Linked DNA regions of Sus scrofa: region 2 is linked to region 1. Evidence: chromatin contacts called from public Hi-C data. All regions are on one chromosome and are shown on one strand. The core of a region is the stretch at or near the end of the contact, and the rest is flanking DNA. Distances in the headings are between cores, read along the strand shown.

The links. Hi-C and Micro-C count contacts between places; a contact is called where the count stands out from the background.
Region 2: a contact with region 1 is called in a Hi-C map of liver, with 7 times the contacts expected there. The contact joins two enhancer-like sites. A contact is called at or near these places in 5 of 47 Hi-C or Micro-C datasets (liver and skeletal muscle).

What each region holds. Positions count from the first base shown.
Region 1 is chr1:99,139,304-99,142,499 of Sscrofa11.1, forward strand. No RefSeq gene overlaps it. Among named protein-coding and RNA genes, the nearest start is that of LIPG, 59 kb to the left of the region's middle. Within about 2 kb of position 1,623, at least 25 of the 83 cell types and tissues checked have an H3K27ac peak or open chromatin away from gene starts, as enhancers often do. A contact at or near this core is called in liver, where this site is marked.
Region 2 is chr1:99,429,426-99,432,621 of Sscrofa11.1, forward strand. MYO5B (unconventional myosin-Vb) reads right to left here. Exons shown (of 39, transcript XM_021093027.1): 33 at 942-1,093; 34 at 313-402. Among named protein-coding and RNA genes, the nearest start is that of ACAA2, 120 kb to the left of the region's middle. Within about 2 kb of position 1,681, at least 16 of the 83 cell types and tissues checked have an H3K27ac peak or open chromatin away from gene starts, as enhancers often do. A contact at or near this core is called in liver, where this site is marked.

The DNA of each region.
Region 1 (3,196 bases), core at 373-2,872:
CCAAGGAGATAGGAGAGGGCAGAAAATCTGCTCCCAGCACTCACTCGTGCCCTGCACACTGCTGGGAGTCCAACTGCTCTAGCCACTGACTCCTCCTGGTAAAACATTCCTGGTTCTCCTGTGCCCTGGGAGGTCTGAAAACCAAGCTGCCACCAGCAGCTTCGTTGTGATGAAAGCCAATGGAAAGAAGAGTCCTCTCATGGGGAAGAATTCTGGGTGTATAAAGAAAATGTTGCCTTGATCAAAGCAATCCATATATTCATTCATTTGTCCTTTCATTCACTGATTCCAGGTAGATCTACTCAGTGCCAATTCTAGGTAACACATGGTCACCGGGAGCCTACCGACTTGTTGGGGAAATAAGGTTTGAAACCAAGCAAATCAGCATGGGACTGGGAGTTCTCATTGTGGCTCAGTGGTTAACGAATCTGCCTAGGAACCAGGAGATTGCAGGTTCAATCCCTGGCCTTGTTCAGTGGGTTAAGGATCTGGCGTTGCCATGAGCTGTGGTGTAGGTCGAAGACTCAGCTCTGATCCCATGTGGCTGTGGCATAGGCCAGTGGCTACAGCTCCAATTGGACCCCTAGCCTGGGAACCTCCCTATGCCATGGTGCGGCCCTAGAAAAGCCAAAAAAAAAAAAAAAAAAAAAAAATCAGCATGGAACTAAATGCCCCAGATATTTGGTTTGAATCATGAATTGAGGAGGGCAGAGAGAAAGGGTGGTAGGGTTGCAGGGGAGTGTAGGTACTTTATGGTGATCAGTGGTTTCCCAGGTCCTGGAAAGAAGGGCAGAATTAGACATACAGAAGGGAATATGCAAGGCCTTCCAGGAAGAAGTGAGAAAAAACACGGTGTTTTGCAGCAAGCAGTGGTTCCGGGGCAGTGGAGAGAGAGGTAGAAAATGAATGTTGGGGGTGTTCCCATGGTGAGGCAGCAGAAACGAATCTGACTAGTATCCATGAGGATGCGGGTTCCACCCCTGGCCTTGCTCAGTGGGTAAGGATCTGGCGTTGCCATGAGCTGTGGTTCAGGTCACAGACGAGGCTCGGATCCTGTGTCACTGTGGCTGTGGCGTAGGCCGGCAGCTCTTGCTCTGATTCAACCCCTAGCCTGGAAACTTTCATATGCTGCTAGTGCAGCCCTTAAAAGAGGAAAAAAAAAAAAAAAAAAAAAAAAGAAAAGAAAATGAATATTGGCTTCATGTTTCTTCTGTGGATGTAGCTGGCATGTGGGCCCACACTGGCTATCCCAGGCCAGGTCTGAGAATCACTTTGGTAACCAAGAATGCATCAGAGAAGCCCGTGGGGGCTACCCTTACCTCTTCCTATGCCCTGCAAGTGGGCTCAGCTGGAGCCAAAGGCTCATCCAGACCCCACTTATCTTGCTCCAGCAGCAGAGGTAGCAAAGAGGCTGGAGAGGCAAAGCTGCTTGATTTCCAAGGCCTTCTGATCCAGCCAGGTGGAAGGCAGCCAGGCAGGCAGCAGCTGGTGACAGCCTGTCTTACTGCCTTAGATGGCAGGCAGCTAACTCAAAGGAAAAACTGGCAGAAAGGGGGTGGCAAGTCAGGGGACATGGGCCAGTGGAATTCTGAACAAGGTCAAAGTCCAATCTGGTACAGGGCTTGATTACCAATTTAAATCTTGTCTTTTCTCCCAGGATAGCTGCCCGCCCTGCAGAAGAGGCCAGGGCTGCCGCAAGGGGAATTTGCATTTAAAGGTTCCAAGTGCCAGGCACCCTGAGAAGGGCTGTAGCCTGGCTTGTGCATTCATCCTAACACCAGGAGGCCACACATTGAATGCACTCCTATTTTGTCCTTATTTGGACACCTGATTGCCTGGGGGAGGGAAAGAGACCCCAAACTCTTCTTATGTCTTCCAGTCTTGGGAAAGATCCTGGAAAGGGCAGAGTGGGAGGCCCTGGGGTCTGGAAGCTGATGATCACAAGTTTTTCTTAACTGGGGCTGGAAGGAAGTCTAAGGGAGTGGCGGTCCTTGGGCAGGGGGGATGTTCATGGGGCTAAACTGGACTGTGGTTTGGGGAGAGATGTGGAAGGTGGCCGATAGAATGAGTCAGAAACCTAGGTGGCCATGAGGGTCCAGCAGGTGGATTCTACAGCAGTGGTGGGTTAATCACGTTGAAAAAAGGCTCCTCTTTTTACCTCTCTTCTTGAGGCAGTTGGTTCTCAATCCTTTTCTTCTTCTGGGGGGCTTTCGGGAATATTTATGCATGATTACTAGAGCCCCAGAAATTCTGCTATAGCAAATCCATAACTCCCCTCCCTCCCATCAAACCCACCACCTCTGAGGGAAAGGGATGGAAAAGCCCTCCTCACTTCCGCATGCTGCAAACCCCCTTGGGTGGGTTTTTCTGTGACCCTTTTACCGTTCAGTCAATAAACACTTATTGCATCCCTAGGTGTTGATGAAAACATAGGCACACAGTTTAGAGGGGAGGGTGCCTTGGTGTTTGCTTGCAGCTGGACAGAACTGTCCGTGAGAAGAGAGAACACATGATGCAGTACGTTCATGATGTCAGTGTTCTCAGGGACAATGACCTTCTAGGGAGATTTGCTTGTTGGCTGCCTCAGAGGCAAAGCCTGTCGAAATCCTTTGGCTGCGTGTTGGGCCAGAACATTAGGTCGGTGTTACCCAACATCTTGTGCCTGGGAGATCCACATGTGTGCATACACACATACATATACACAAGCACGCACACATGCTGGAAACACTCGAAGGTACATTCTGTCCTGCAGCCAAGTTGATGGCCGTCAGGCTTGGCTGGCCCAGACTCCATCTGAGCATTCCTGGGACTCAGGAATGAACCGAGGTTTTGCTGTGTGCCTCAGGACTCCCCTCCACCCCAGGGCCCCAGTTCAGATCAGGAATTCTCAGTAGCTGTGGGTTCCCATTGCTCTGCTCGGCAATGCGGAGGAGGGGGTGATGTGACAGACATCCTCTGCTGTCTGACTCAGGAACAAGGAAGGAGCAAGGAAGGCTGGAGCTCATCTCTTCAAAAGCATACAGGCTTCCAGGTTCCGGGTCATGCTGGGGAGGCTGAGAGTTCCCATGGGCTTGGGGAGAGGAGTTACTTTGGGTTGGGCTCTAGCTAAGTGGGCCACAGATGATCTTTGCTGGGACACATTCCCCAAATTAAAAACCCAAACTTACTCGGCCCCATCTACTGCTCACTTTGGCAG
Region 2 (3,196 bases), core at 431-2,930, 290 kb after region 1:
GACCATCCAGGCTGGCCTTACTCCTGCCTCCAATGAATAGATGCAGAAGGCATGCCTGGAGCCTGAGGTCCCAGAGGGTGGTGCTCTAGAGACCTTACTCCCTCTCCTCAGGGACACAAAGAAGCTCAAGATGACATGTGGACAAAGCAGGGTGACATGTGACTGACAGCCCCGGGCCCCTGAGATCTGATGTGCTCTGGAGCAGAGCAGGTGCTGCAAATGGCCAAGGACGTGGGGACATGAATGCTGAGGAACATGGGGCAATGGTAGGTGTCTAAGTGTGTGTGGGGACTGGGCTCACCATGGCCTCACCTCATCGCCGCTGTACTGCTTCAAGCAATGCAGGAGGCGGCAGGTATTGGATAACCAGAATGACGTCATCTCAAAGTCATCATTGTGCTTCTGTGAAAAGAAAAAGCCATTCCTGGTCATAAGTCAGTGGTTCCCATCTGGCCAAATGCTTACCTGTTTCATTCTCTCACCTGGCAGGCCCTGGCTAGTCACAGTCAGGAGATGAGAGCTACCGCCACAAGAGCTACTGCTCATCCACTACTGGGTATGACACACAACCCTGTTCTGGTACCCTGATTGGTGGCACACACATGCATGTACATGCGCGCGCACACACACACACACACACACACACACACACGGCAGAAAAACTGTTTCTGTGGCTATGACTATGAAGCCAGGCGATACAAATGAGCTTGACTCCAGCTGCTCTGTTCTCATCTATCAATGACCCAACACCAGGGGTGTTGGGAAGATGCTGGTGAAACGTTCTGGCATTGCATTTACCTAGAGGTCAGCTGTCATTTATTTCCCTCTAGGGCTGGAGAGTCTGGAGAACTTCTTCCCGCAAAACCCAGGCTGAGAGAAGCAACGGTGAGCTGCTGGCTTCACTCAGTTCCCCACCAACCACCGTCGGCCTGGACACTGACCTTGAGGACTTTCTTGATGCCGTTGATGGTGGAGGTCAGCAGGGAGTGCACCTTGAGGTCATCGTTCACGTAGTCCGCGTGCCTGATACACATGTAGAGGATGTAGGCTGGGAGGCAGGGCACTGTGCCCGCCAGGGCCTGGGGCTTCAGCTCTAACAGCAACAGACCACAAGAATTAGAGTCAATGCCCAGAGCTGGAAGAGCCCTGGCCCAAAATACACACTTTCAATATCTTCCTGTAGCTCCTCGCAGGGGGTTGGGAGAGGAAAAGGGCAGAGATTGCCCTGGATACACAGATTCCTGATACCCCTGACTACTAGGAGTTTTAGAAACTAGGTAAAAGCCCCAGACAAAAAGCATGTTCCTAATTGTTTAAAACAGGCTTCTCATGCTTTGTCCTTACAACCTAGAGGAAAGAATCCACAGGTGGCTCCCTGCCAGGTTCACACACAGGCCAGGTTCACCAAGGAGGGGCCTGAGGCCAGAGGGCCACTGAGGATGGGAGCTGCTCCCTGATGGGGCCCGGACTCCCCACCCCCCGCCCCAGTACATCCCTTCCTATCGTGGACACAGCAAGAAGGAGGGCTCACCCCGAAGATACAGGCCACGTGCCAGGGGTTGGGAGAGCTGGAGCAGCCTCTCACCCACTTGGCTGTCAGTTCGGAAACTATGTGGTGGCCCCTTCCCGGACCTGCTCAGAGCCAGCAGATCCAGCAGAGCACTGACTGGCCACAGCCGTGCTCTCCTCCCTAGCGCCACCGCCTGACCTGCGTCTCACCGGCCTCCCACTTGGCTGGAGCTCATGCGGCTCTAGTCAGGGACAGCTGCGGCCCTGTTGCCCCTCACCCCCTCAGCTCTCTTCCAAACCCTCACCACACCCCCTCCCAGGTGCACACTGGCTGGACTGGAAGAACCTGTGAGCTGCCCCATGAACTGCAGACTCCTGCTCAGCCTCCTGGTCCTTCCCTGCCACAGCCCTGGAGGATCAGGGAGAAGCTGTCAGGCTGCTCTCCATTCTAGAGGAAGCCCACAGAAGCAGTAGCCCAGGCTCAGAGCAGGGAGTGCTGGTAGAACCCTGGGGAAGGAGGAGGAAAGGGCCAGGGACAGGAACGATGTACTCGAGGCCCTGGGCCTCAGACCCCAGGCCTGCCCACTTCGGCCCCAGCGCTGGATCCCCAGCCCTCGCCTACTCTCTCATTACCTCTGCCCCTAATCTTCACCCAGCCCAGGCCTTACAAGCCACCTCTAGGCTTGGGGAGGCAATGAGGGAGGCAGGCTGGGGAGGGGAAGGGGCAACAACCTCAGATCTTCCACCAGGGCCACCTAGGGTGAGGGCTGGGCACGTGCTGCCAGCATCTCCAGTGGGCACTTGGCCTCAAAAACACATACAGGCATAATACTCCAGGTACCTGGAGCATCTCACAGGCTCAGCAAATGATTGTGGGTTGGCCCTTGGCTCTAATTAGAATGCCATTAACATTTATCCAGAAAGATGTGTTTTAAGGCCCAGACTTCAATTCTATAGCTTCTTGCTTTGAGCGTGACTCGTGTGCAGATGGTAAACAGCTTGTCCTGCCTTGGAATGCTCAACTGTGATTTGAGTCTCGATTCCCGTAGCAGCTACATGGTAGAGCCTTGAGCGCAGGTACCACCTCTACTTTTCTCCACGGTCCACAGTAACCAGCCAGCACCGGGCCCCTAGGCTGAGGCTCGTGAAGTCCTGGCATCCGTGTGGAGGGGTCTTGAGGAGGGAAGGGGACCAGGCAGCTTAGCAGATAAGCTTTCCTGGGGCCACCTGAGCAATGACCGAGGGAAGGAGTAACCCCTCTGCTGGCACGAGCAGTCTCCACTGTCATTTTCTTTTTTACTCTGATGCTGTGAACTTTGAGTTTCATTCATCAGAGAATAAAAGTGCATCCCTAGCGGTGGTTGAACAAGATCAGCCTGTTTAAGGGAGTTTGAGGTCCACTCTTATCACATTTAGTTGTCAGGCAATTATAGGGAAATTTACCTTTGTAAAAGTAGAAAAAGCTCAGCTATTACAAATACCCCAGACAAAGGGCTGAAGCAAAATCTGTGCTAGGCTGAAGTCACACGCCATTCCTCCTGCTGCCCTTGGCCCTCAGCACAGTAGGACCTTGATAAACTTACATTTCTCTAAAAGAAGGTTAACCTCTTATTTGAACTTCAGATACCCCTGCAAAAGCTACCATCTCTTTGAGTTCCTCATGTTGGAGAAGTTCACGAAGGGTTTT